Linked DNA regions of Sus scrofa: all the other regions are linked to region 2. The links are chromatin contacts, called in public Hi-C and HiChIP or PLAC-seq maps. All regions are on one chromosome and are shown on one strand. Each heading gives the region's core, a stretch centred on a gene start, on an enhancer-like site or on the middle of the called end of the contact. The rest is flanking DNA. Distances are from core to core; before and after follow the strand shown. Region 1 holds the start of KDSR (3-ketodihydrosphingosine reductase). Region 2 holds the start of ZCCHC2 (zinc finger CCHC domain-containing protein 2). Region 3 holds the start of BCL2 (apoptosis regulator Bcl-2).

Region 1 (3,445 bases), core at 763-3,262, 730 kb before region 2:
GCAATTAAGTCAGGGAGAAGGACAAGGAAGGACTCTAAGCTGTTCAATTTTAAAATATACATTTCAAAAGGAAGCATAAGGACTATAACTTTTCTTTCAGGGGTATGAGACGCCTGCATCACTGTCATACCCCAGTGCTGGGAGAGTCACATCTGGAACTCTTCAGACTTTGCCCTATGCACTTCGTCCCTTGGCTGACACTCCTAAACCATAACCGTGGGTATAACCACCCTCAGTAAGCTGGGTGAGTCCTTCCAGCAATGATCAAATCTGAGGTTGGCTTGGGAGCCCCTCCCCCAACTTGCAATTGATGTCAAAAGACCTGGGGACAGCGCCCTTGAATCTTGCAATTTGGCTAATTCTGGGCAATATGTTAAGAAGAAAAACTCAGATCAGATTCAATTCTTTTGTTCCAAAGCTCCTTAGTATTTCTAAAAATAACTTCAAAAAGCAAAAACAGGAGTTTCTGCCATGGCTCAGTGGTTTCGAATCCGACTAGGAACCATGAGGTTTCGGGTTCGATCCCTGGCCTCGCTCAGTGGGTTAAGGATCAGGTGTTGCTGTGAGCTGTGGTGTAGGTCACCGATGCGGTTCAGACTCCACTTTGCTGTGGCTGTGGTGTAGGCTGGCAGCTACAGCTCTGATTCAACTCCTAGCCTGGGAACCTCCACATGCCACAGGTGCGGCCCTAAAAAGACAAAAGACAAAAAAATAAAAATAAATTAAAAATTAAAAATTAAAAAAAAGCAAAAACAAAGCAAGCAAGCAAAAGCCTACACAAATCAAAACAATAGTGAAATGTCACTTCACACCCTCTTGGGGGGAGGCTATAATTTAAAAAGACACATGATAACAAGTATTGGTGAAGACTTGGAGACACTGGAAACCTTATACATCATTGGTGGAAATTGTAAAATCGTGTAGTGGCTTTGAAAAAACAGTCTGACAGTTCTGATTAAACAGTTACTAGAAGATCCAGCAATTCCACCCCCAAGAGAAATGAAAAACTTGTACATGACTGTTCACAGCAGCATTATTCATAATAGCCAAAAAGTGGAAACAACTTAAATGTCCATCATTTAGGATAAATGAAATGTGTTATGTCCACACATGGAATGTAATTTAGTCATAAAAAACATGAAGTACTGATACATTGTACCGCATGAATGAACCTTCAAAATATTATGCTAAGTGAAAACAGCCAGACACAAAAGTCTACACATGCTATATTTGCACTTATAAGAAATATTCAGAAGAGGCAAATCTATAGAGAGAGAAGTATTAGTGATTACCTAGGGCTCGGTGTGGGTTAGAAGGAAATGCGGGAAACTGTTAAAGGGTACAGAATTTGTGGGGAGGGGGTAACTTAATGTTCTAAAATTGATGGTGGGGACAGTTGCACAACTCTGACGATACCAAAACCCATTTACTATGCACTTCAAAAAGGTGAATTGTATGGTATGCAAATTAGATCTCAATAAAGCTTTTTTTTTTTTTTTTTAACCTTGTCTTGGTAAAGAAGATGAACTCTGAGCACAACGAAACTGAATCCTCTAAGCGATTTTTAATGCTTTCTTGGTCCTCTGCTGTGACCATTTTCTAAATGCGCCAAGAAAATATGAAATGGAGCCGGAGGTTTCAGAGCTTGATCCCGGGCCGCCCTTGAGGCAACGAGATTTGGGGATCCCACGGCCGGTGTTTAGGAAACTCTGAGACACTCCCTCCGGCCCGGGGAGGGCGGCTCCCAGAGCGGCGGCGGAAGCCCAGGAGCCAAGCGGCCCGAACTCGTCGCCGGGTTTGGGAAGGTCTGGCGCTGGCTCTCCACGGTCCTAAGGAGCAACCTCGCTACCATACGAGAGCGTCACCAATAGGCGCCCCAGGTGCGCCACCCAGGGCCTGTCCAGAGCGCGCTGGGGGTAGGCCCATCTACCCCGGGGAGGGTGCGGGTGCCTGTACAGACACCGAGGAGGCTCGGGGCCCCCACACCCTCGGCGCGATAGGACAGCAGCCACAGCCTCTTTGCGAGTGGAAGCACCGCCCCGCGCGGTGGCGCCCTCCGCTAGCTCCGCCTCTTCCCCTCCGGCCGCCGCCCCGCCCCACGCCGCGGACCCAAACACCGGCTCCGGCTGCGCGCCGCCGCGCGTGATCGCCGGCGCGGCCGAGCCCCGCGCTCTTGCTAGTGCCGCCCGCCCCCGGCCCCGGCCCTGGCCCCGGCCCCGGCCCCGGTCCGGGCCCCGGCAGAGCGATGCTGCTGCTGGCTGCCGCCTTCCTCGTGGCGTTCGTGCTGCTGCTCTACATGGTGTCTCCGCTCATCAGCCCCAAGCCCCTCGCCCTGCCCGGAGCTCATGTGGTGGTGAGTGGCCTCCTGTTGCTGCGCCGCCGCCTCCCGGCCCGCTCGGCCACCCGGAACGCGCCGGACCGTGATTCAGGCCGGGGGCGGGGGGTGGGGGTGGGGAGAAGGCGACGTCCCTTTCTCCAAATGGAGGGACACCTGCCTCCGTCTGCCCCAGCACTGCCCCCTCGGAGGGCCTTGGGGACCCGCCCTCCGTCGCATCTGGCTCCTCCCGGGGCGGGAGAGCAGGTTAGCAGGGATAGAGCCGGCGAGCCGGGTCCCGGCGCTTCAGGGGCTCGGGAGACGCTCGTTAATCCCCGGAGCATCCCTGGGATCTGGATATTTTTGTCCTCGGGTTTCCCGATGAGTCAACTGAAGAACAGAGAGGTTGAGAAACTTTGCCAAGGACACCGCAGTCGGTGGCGGCTTCGGGCGAGGCGCGCTGTCTGGGCCGGGTTGCGAGGAGGCGGGCGGCAGGGAAGGGGGCCCCATCATCCAGGACTCACCGAGGCAGCTCGCACCTGGAAGATGGCCTGCGCGAGTGACAGTTGCCAAAGGAATCCAGGAAATGACTCACTTAGGGGGGAAATTGTTCCAAACCCGGTGGGCTGGCAGTGTTGGCTACCTGTGTTGGACGCTTTCTGTCCCTTCTACACTGCTTGTCTCTTTTGAGCTCAGCCCGGCCGTCGTTTCAGAGTCAGTGGGATGAACTGAAGTACTTGACTGATGCTTTAGAAATGAAGGGGATGTGGGTAGGTTTGGTTTGTTGCTTAACGGACGCTCGTGTCTTCAAAGATTCCTTTTCTGCCGCTGGGGTCCCTTCAACAGGAAGAATCCTTCTTACCTGAGCCCAGCATGTCACCATTAGTAGTGGGTTTATTGTCCGTTTTCTCATTTGTTTTTCACAAGCCCGAGGCACAGTGAAGCGGGAGGTTATGAATAAGGAAAGTTAGCTACTAAGCTGGTAGCGCAAATCCTTCTGGTGTCTCACTGAGATCTGAGCCTCCCCACTCAGTGAGATGTGACGGGGTGGGTTGGTCACTGCTTTTAGTGTGGTCTGAATCAGGCCAAGATTTTGTGAATGGCAGCATGTATTTTCTTTAACTTCTCTCT
Region 2 (2,973 bases), core at 40-2,539:
AGTGCTCTATGTTTTCCGTGGTAACTCCGGCACGGAAGAGACTTCTAGAGCATTCTGTTATGGCGGGTGCCTCTGTGTGCAGCGGGGGTGGGGGGAGCAGTGGAAATGAGCGGTCCAGACTAACGAAGGCTAGTACAACTGGGCGGGGAGCCGTGGCAAGGGGATTCCGAGCCACCTGCGTGGGGTGAGGCTCGGCCACCGGGAGTCCGAAAGCCGGGCAGGGCAGGTCGCCGAGGCGGTGACCACACTGCGGGCGCAGAGGGCTGGCACGCCTTACCTGGGCCCGGGGGCCGGCAAAGTTACACGACTCCGCCTCCACTCCCCCGTCCTCGGGGCCCCCGCGGAGCGCGGCGCGGAGCCTCTCCAGGTGCTCCCTCAGGGTGACCCGCTGGTGGAAGGAGAACGCCGGGTGCAGGGAGGCCATGGTGAAGAGCAGCAGCAGTTCCTCCTGGGCCCTGAAGCCCAGCCCGCTGCCGCGCCGGGGCTCGGCGCCGCTGCCTTCCGGGCCGGAGCCGTCCTTCTCCGCGTCCTCCTCGCCGTTGCAGTCCTCGCCGGGCTTGTCCTCCGCGCCACCTCGCGAGCCCTCGCCCCGGGCCGCGCGCAGGCTTTTGAGCACAGAGTCCACCTGGGGCAGGAGACGGTGCAGGCGGCCGGCGGCCTCACGGTTCTCTGAGCCCAGCAGCGCCAAGTAGACGATGAGGCGCGAGCGCACGGCCGGCTCTCGGAAGTCGGCCAGCGGCCCGGGGTCCGAGAGGCCGTTGGCCTTGGCCTCCGAGTCGCGCAGGTAGTGGTAGTCCTTGCGCGCCAGGTCCTCCAAGCACGAGCCGAGAAAGCGCAGTTCCAACGGGTTACACAGGTCCAGTAGTCCGCACATGAACTCCAGGCGCTGCGCGGAGCCCAGCACCAGCCCGAACCACTCGTACACCCGCTCCTGCTCCCGCAGCGCCGCCGTGGGGCCGCCGCCGCCGCCCGGCATGCCCGCCCCCGCCGCCGCTCCCCCAGCAACAGGCGGCCCGAGCCCCCCAGGCGGCGGCGGCGGCTGGGGGCCCCGCAGCTGGCCCGAGGGCGGCGGCGGCGGCGGCGGCGGCGGGGGGCGGCAGTCTCGGCGGCGGCGCGGTGGCGCCTTCGCGGACAACCGCGCGTCCGCCTCGGGCTCCTCCGCCTCGGGTGGCGGCTCCGCGGGGTGCGTCGGCTTCAGCGGCAGCTTCATCCTCAGCATCCTCGGCTAAGGCGGCGCGGACATGCGAGCGGGGGCGGGAGGGAGGGGCCGGGAGGAGGGACGGGGGCCGAGGCGGCGGCGCGGCAGTCAGGAGCTGGGCCCCTCCATGCCGCCGGGGGAGGGCCGGGGCCGGGGCCGGGGGCGGGTCTCGGCCGGCAAGGGGGGCGGTGGCCGGCCGGCGAGGTCGCTGGCGTCGTCTTCCCGGGCCGGAGGCGGGGCGTGCCCGCCGCGGCTCCTCCCTCTGGGCTCCGCGCCGGCTCTAGGAGCCCGGGTGCGGGTGGGAGCAAGCGAGCGAGCGTGTCCTCCTTCCGCCTCCCTCTCTTCCGTCGTCCGCACTGGGCTGGGGCGGCGGCGCCTGAGCGGTTCCCTCGCGAGCCTGTGCGGACCAAGCCGCTGGAGAAGAGGAGGAGCAGCCCGGGCGGGGCGGAGACGCTTGCGGGCTCCTCTCAGTCACTTCAGCCAATCAACAGCCAGAACCGATGGTTGCGTAGTGTCCCCACCCCCTCGGGCACGCCTCTCTTCGATAAGCCACGCCCAACTGCCCTCCAGCCGCCTTCCCTTTCGGCGGTTTCCGCGCGGTCCTAATGTGTGGTGGCTGACCGCGGGCTGGGGTGGGGAAGGACGCGGTAGGACTGTAGGAGATGGCTAGGTGTGCTAGAGCGCGGCAAGGCGCTGCTGAGACCCGCGTGTGCGGAGGGAAGTGGGGAACTGCCCCTTTTCCAAGGGCCTGAACACAGCTTTTGACTACTGACTGTCCTGTTCTGCCTTCCTCTTCGCGTGGGCCACCGCCCCACAGCGCCGCTGGGTTCCCTTCGCGGCCGCATGGTACGCGTCCCGGGAGCGAAGCTTCCCCTGGGGGGAGCGCGCTAACCTGAGCTCCTTCGGTGCACCGCCCTGCCGACTGTCTGGAAGTCAGCAATGGGATATTCCCACCACAACTTTACCGGGATCTCTGGGTTGACTCTCTGGGTTGAGGATCGGGGAGCTGGGTCGGGAGGCTGGCTTGTGGCTGTGGTTGAGGGGCCCGGACGCCTCGAAAGCAGGAGGGTGCCCAGGCGAAGTGCAGGCTGCACCATGCAATCTTCCGGGCGCAGAGGCGACCCAACCCGACCTGAGGGAGATCCACGGGCTCTGGGCCGAGGGGAGACGCAGTGGTAAGGACGCCCCTGGCTTAACGGTTGCTTCTGGTCTTTAACGCTCTTTGGAAATTTCCACGACAGTTGTTAGCAAAAGCCCCCCCAAAGCCACCATCTTTTGGAAATTATTTTATTTGCTACGTAACATTTCTATGCCTAACGCTAACATTTTGAATTTGGTGCCGGTGCGAAGCCCTGCTACAGCTATATCGTAGGAATATGTTAAAAAACAAAAAAAAAAATCTTTCTGAAAAATTTTGAACATCTGTTGGGAGACCATAAGCTGAGCCCTCTTCACCTCACAGTTTTCTGCCCTAAGAAGCTAATTTTATACTAAAAGGCTGAATTGAAGCCTAAAGTCTCAATTGAACCCTGCAATAAAACGGAGACAATTGTTTTCAATACACTTTAGATTAGTAAAATATATGAAAGCCATTCTATCTTGTAATTTGCTATTTTCTTGTGTTCTTTGGGTGTAATGTAGAAATATTACAATGAGGAGAAGACTTTCTAAGGACTTTTATTATTACAGTCCTTTTTATTATTACAAACCTCAATTGCCCTGGAATCATACCCTATCTCATCTATTCCCACATCTCTGAAGCGTAGGGTGAAATA
Region 3 (3,376 bases), core at 213-2,712, 680 kb before region 2:
TATTTTGCCAAAGAATGAATGCTTTGATTTTAGATTAGGAATGAGACAAAATAAAGGTAGTGTGAGAACATATTTGTACTTGTGGCAGTACTCACGTGTCATGTTTCTATGATCACAACAATCCAGTATCCCTATATGTTTGTTCTTGAGTTCTATTAGGTAAGCTACCCTGCTATTTGTAAATTTTTCTTGGTGCTTTATTTGTCAAAGACTCTTAGAGATAAAAATAAACACATGCCACTTGTTTGCTCTTTGTGCCTTTCTCCTGGGGGCTGTTCATGCTTGTGAATAAAAAAAAATGTGTATATAGTGCGTGTGCGAGTCTGTGTTTGTGTATAAATAACTCGAGAAGGTGCAGCTATCTAGATTGGCTGCTAGGTGGCCGTGGACCCACTTACCCTGGTTTGGGGGCTTGGGGCCTTAAGGTAGCCCTGTAGCCTCCCACGGTAGCGTGGCGGGCAGCCCCTAACCCAGTGCCCAGACTGTTAGTAGAGGAAAAACATTGACTTAACCACTTGAAAGCCCTTGGTATATACCCCACTAATCCCTCTGCCGGGCCACTGAGAGCTATGTCTGGCTTTGGTCATGGATGGTGTCACCGAAGTGTATTCTCTGCGTGGACACCTAGGAAGCAACTTGAAAGTAAACACACGCTTGGGGCTTCCCTCGCTGATGAATGTGCAGCAGCGTCGCCTCCGTTCGGAGGGCAGCGCTGAGGTCTCTTTGCTTCGGTCAGCATCTGCCAAGCGCTGGTGTGTACACACACAGGGGCTGCTGTGTGTACACACACACAAGGGCTTGTGTGTACACACACACACACACACACACACACACACACACACGGGAGCGCGCGCGCGGTTAGGGCCGAAGTGATTACTGGCGCTTGTTTTCTTGGCGCCCACCCCCGTCCCCTAGCAGCCACCCATCCGGCCGCGTGCGGTTCCCCCGGCGGCCCTGGCCGCTCGCCGGGCCCTCCGAAGGCCCGAAGAGGCCCCGCGCACACCCACCGCGCCGCGGCCGCGCGGGAGGCCTGCGCCGCCCGCGCCACCCACCGGCTGGGCCCAGCGGGCAGGCTGAGCGAGCGGGCGGGCGGGGGCTGTCCCGGGCTCGCCCTCCCCGGCCGCGGCCCTGCGCGCCATGTGTCCCCGCGGGGCGCGCCGCTCCAGAGCCGGCCGCGGCTCCTTTAACCCAGGGAAGGGGAGCGGGGCGGAGGGGGCGGAGGGGGCGGTGGGGCGGCTCCGAGGAGGGCTCTTTCTTTCTTCTTTTTTTGAATGAACAGTGTGACGTACATACAGGAAACCAGTCGGTTAGAGGAGAATGAAGTAAGAGGCCAGCCCCCCCGGCCCCGCGCCCGCCCCCTTCCTCCCTGCGCTGGCCCCCGCCCGCCGGGCTCCCGCCCGCCAAGCTCGGTTTCCCCGCCGAGCCGCCGCCGCTGCCGCCGCCGCCGCCGCCGCCGCCGCTGCCAGCGAAGGTGCCGGGAGCCGAGCCCTCCCCGCCGGCGCGGCCGTCATCGCCCTGAGCGGGAGCGCGGGGGAGGCGGGCGCAGCCAGCTCTGCCGCGCAGGAGCAGGAGGAGGAGAAAGGGTGCGCAGCCCGGAGGCGGGGTGCGCCGGTGGGGTGCAGCGGAAGAGGGGGTCCAGGGGGGAGAACTTCGTAGCAGTCATCCTTTTTAGGAAAAGAGGGAAAAAATAAAACCCTCCCCCACCACCTCCTTCTCCCCACCCCTCGCCGCACCACACACAGCGCGGGCTTCTCGCGCTCGGCACCGGCGGGCCGGGTGCGTCCAGCCTTCATTTATCAAGCAGCTTTTCGGAAAATGCATTTGCCGTTCGGAGTTTAATCAGAAGAGGATTCCTGTCCCCGTCCCCGGCTCGTCCACCGGCCCCCGGTCCCTGTCTCTCTCCCGTGGAGGCGTGAAGCGGCCCCGCGGATAGAAATCCATGTCCGTGCCCGCGCGTGTGTGTGCGTGTGTAAATTGCCGAGAGGGGAAAAATCACAGGACTTCTGCAAATCCCGGACTGAAAATTGTAATTCATCTGCCGCCGCCGCTGCCTTTCTTTTCTCGTGCTCTTGAGATCTCTGGTTGGGATTCCTACGGATTGACATTTCTGTAAAGGAGAAGTCTGGGAATCAAACTGGAAATTCTCCTAATTTTTACACCTCCTCCCCCAGCTCCTGATTCATTTGGAAGTTTCAAAGCAGCTATAACTGGAGAGTTCTGAAGATTGATGGAATCTTTGCCTTATGCATTTGTTTTGTTTTCACAAAAAGGAAACTTGACAGAGGATCATGCTGTCCTTAAAAAATACAAGTAAGTTCTTTGCACAGAAAATTGGCTTAATGTAACTTTCAATGGAAACATTTGAGATTTTAACTTTTAAGTGCATTCGAGTAAGTTTAATTTCCAGGCAGTTTAATACATTCTTTTCAGCTGTGTAACTTGTAGTGTGTTAAGCCCTGCTTTCACCCAGTGTATAAAGGGAAATGCACCTGATTTTGACTGATTAGTTTTTTTAACCTTTCAGCATCACGGGGGAAGTAGACTGATATTAACAATAATTAATAATGTGCCTCATGAACTAAAGATCCGAAAGGAATTTAAATAAAAATTTCCTGCATCTCATGCCAAGAGGGAAACACCAGAATCAAGTGTTCCGCGTGACTGAAGACACCCCCTCAACCAAGAATGCAAAGCACATCCAATAAAATAGCTGGATTATAACTATTCTCTCTTTCGGGGCCGTGGGGTGGGAAGCGGGGGCGAGAGGTGCTGTTGGTACCCGGCTGCTTTTCCTCTGGGAAAGGATGGCGCACGCTGGGAGAACAGGGTATGATAACCGGGAAATAGTGATGAAGTACATCCACTATAAGCTGTCGCAGAGGGGCTACGAGTGGGATGCCGGAGACGCGGGCGCCGCGTCCCCGGGGGCCGCTCCCGCACCGGGCATCTTCTCCTCCCAGCCCGGGCGAACCCCCGCTCCCGCCAGGACCTCGCCGCCGCCGACCCCGACCGCCCCCGCCGCCACCGCCGCCGCCGCCGCCGCCGCGGGGCCTGTACTCAGCCCGGTGCCACCTGTGGTCCACCTGACCCTGCGCCAGGCCGGCGATGACTTCTCTCGTCGCTACCGCCGCGACTTTGCCGAGATGTCCAGCCAGCTGCACCTGACTCCCTTCACCGCGAGGGGACGCTTTGCCACGGTGGTGGAGGAGCTCTTCAGGGATGGGGTGAACTGGGGGAGGATTGTGGCCTTCTTTGAGTTCGGTGGGGTCATGTGTGTGGAGAGCGTCAACCGGGAGATGTCGCCCCTGGTGGACAACATCGCCCTGTGGATGACTGAGTACCTGAACCGGCACCTGCACACCTGGATCCAGGATAA

What was found. A called contact is a pair of places that touch in the nucleus more often than the background predicts. HiChIP or PLAC-seq counts read pairs in DNA pulled down with a chosen protein or histone mark.
Region 1: an H3K27ac HiChIP or PLAC-seq map of skeletal muscle shows a contact between it and region 2, with 3 times the contacts expected there. The contact joins the promoter of KDSR here to the promoter of ZCCHC2 in region 2. A contact is called at or near these places in 1 of 5 promoter capture datasets (fetal liver), 1 of 47 Hi-C or Micro-C datasets (heart right ventricle) and 1 of 2 datasets of contacts at active chromatin or transcription factors (skeletal muscle).
Region 3: a Hi-C map of liver shows a contact between it and region 2, with 6 times the contacts expected there. The contact joins the promoter of BCL2 here to the promoter of ZCCHC2 in region 2. A contact is called at or near these places in 2 of 47 Hi-C or Micro-C datasets (fibroblasts and liver) and 1 of 2 datasets of contacts at active chromatin or transcription factors (skeletal muscle).

The regions. Positions count from the first base shown.
Region 1 is chr1:158,286,532-158,289,976 of Sscrofa11.1, forward strand. It overlaps KDSR (3-ketodihydrosphingosine reductase), which reads left to right and starts at 2,013. Exons shown (of 10, transcript XM_001925913.6): 1 at 2,013-2,353. The coding sequence starts at 2,246.
Region 2 is chr1:159,020,854-159,023,826 of Sscrofa11.1, forward strand. It overlaps ZCCHC2 (zinc finger CCHC domain-containing protein 2), which reads right to left and starts at 1,290. Exons shown (of 14, transcript XM_021099630.1): 1 at 278-1,290. The coding sequence starts at 1,219.
Region 3 is chr1:158,335,941-158,339,316 of Sscrofa11.1, forward strand. BCL2 (apoptosis regulator Bcl-2) reads left to right here and starts at 1,463. Exons shown (of 2, transcript XM_021099593.1): 1 at 1,463-3,376. The coding sequence starts at 2,805.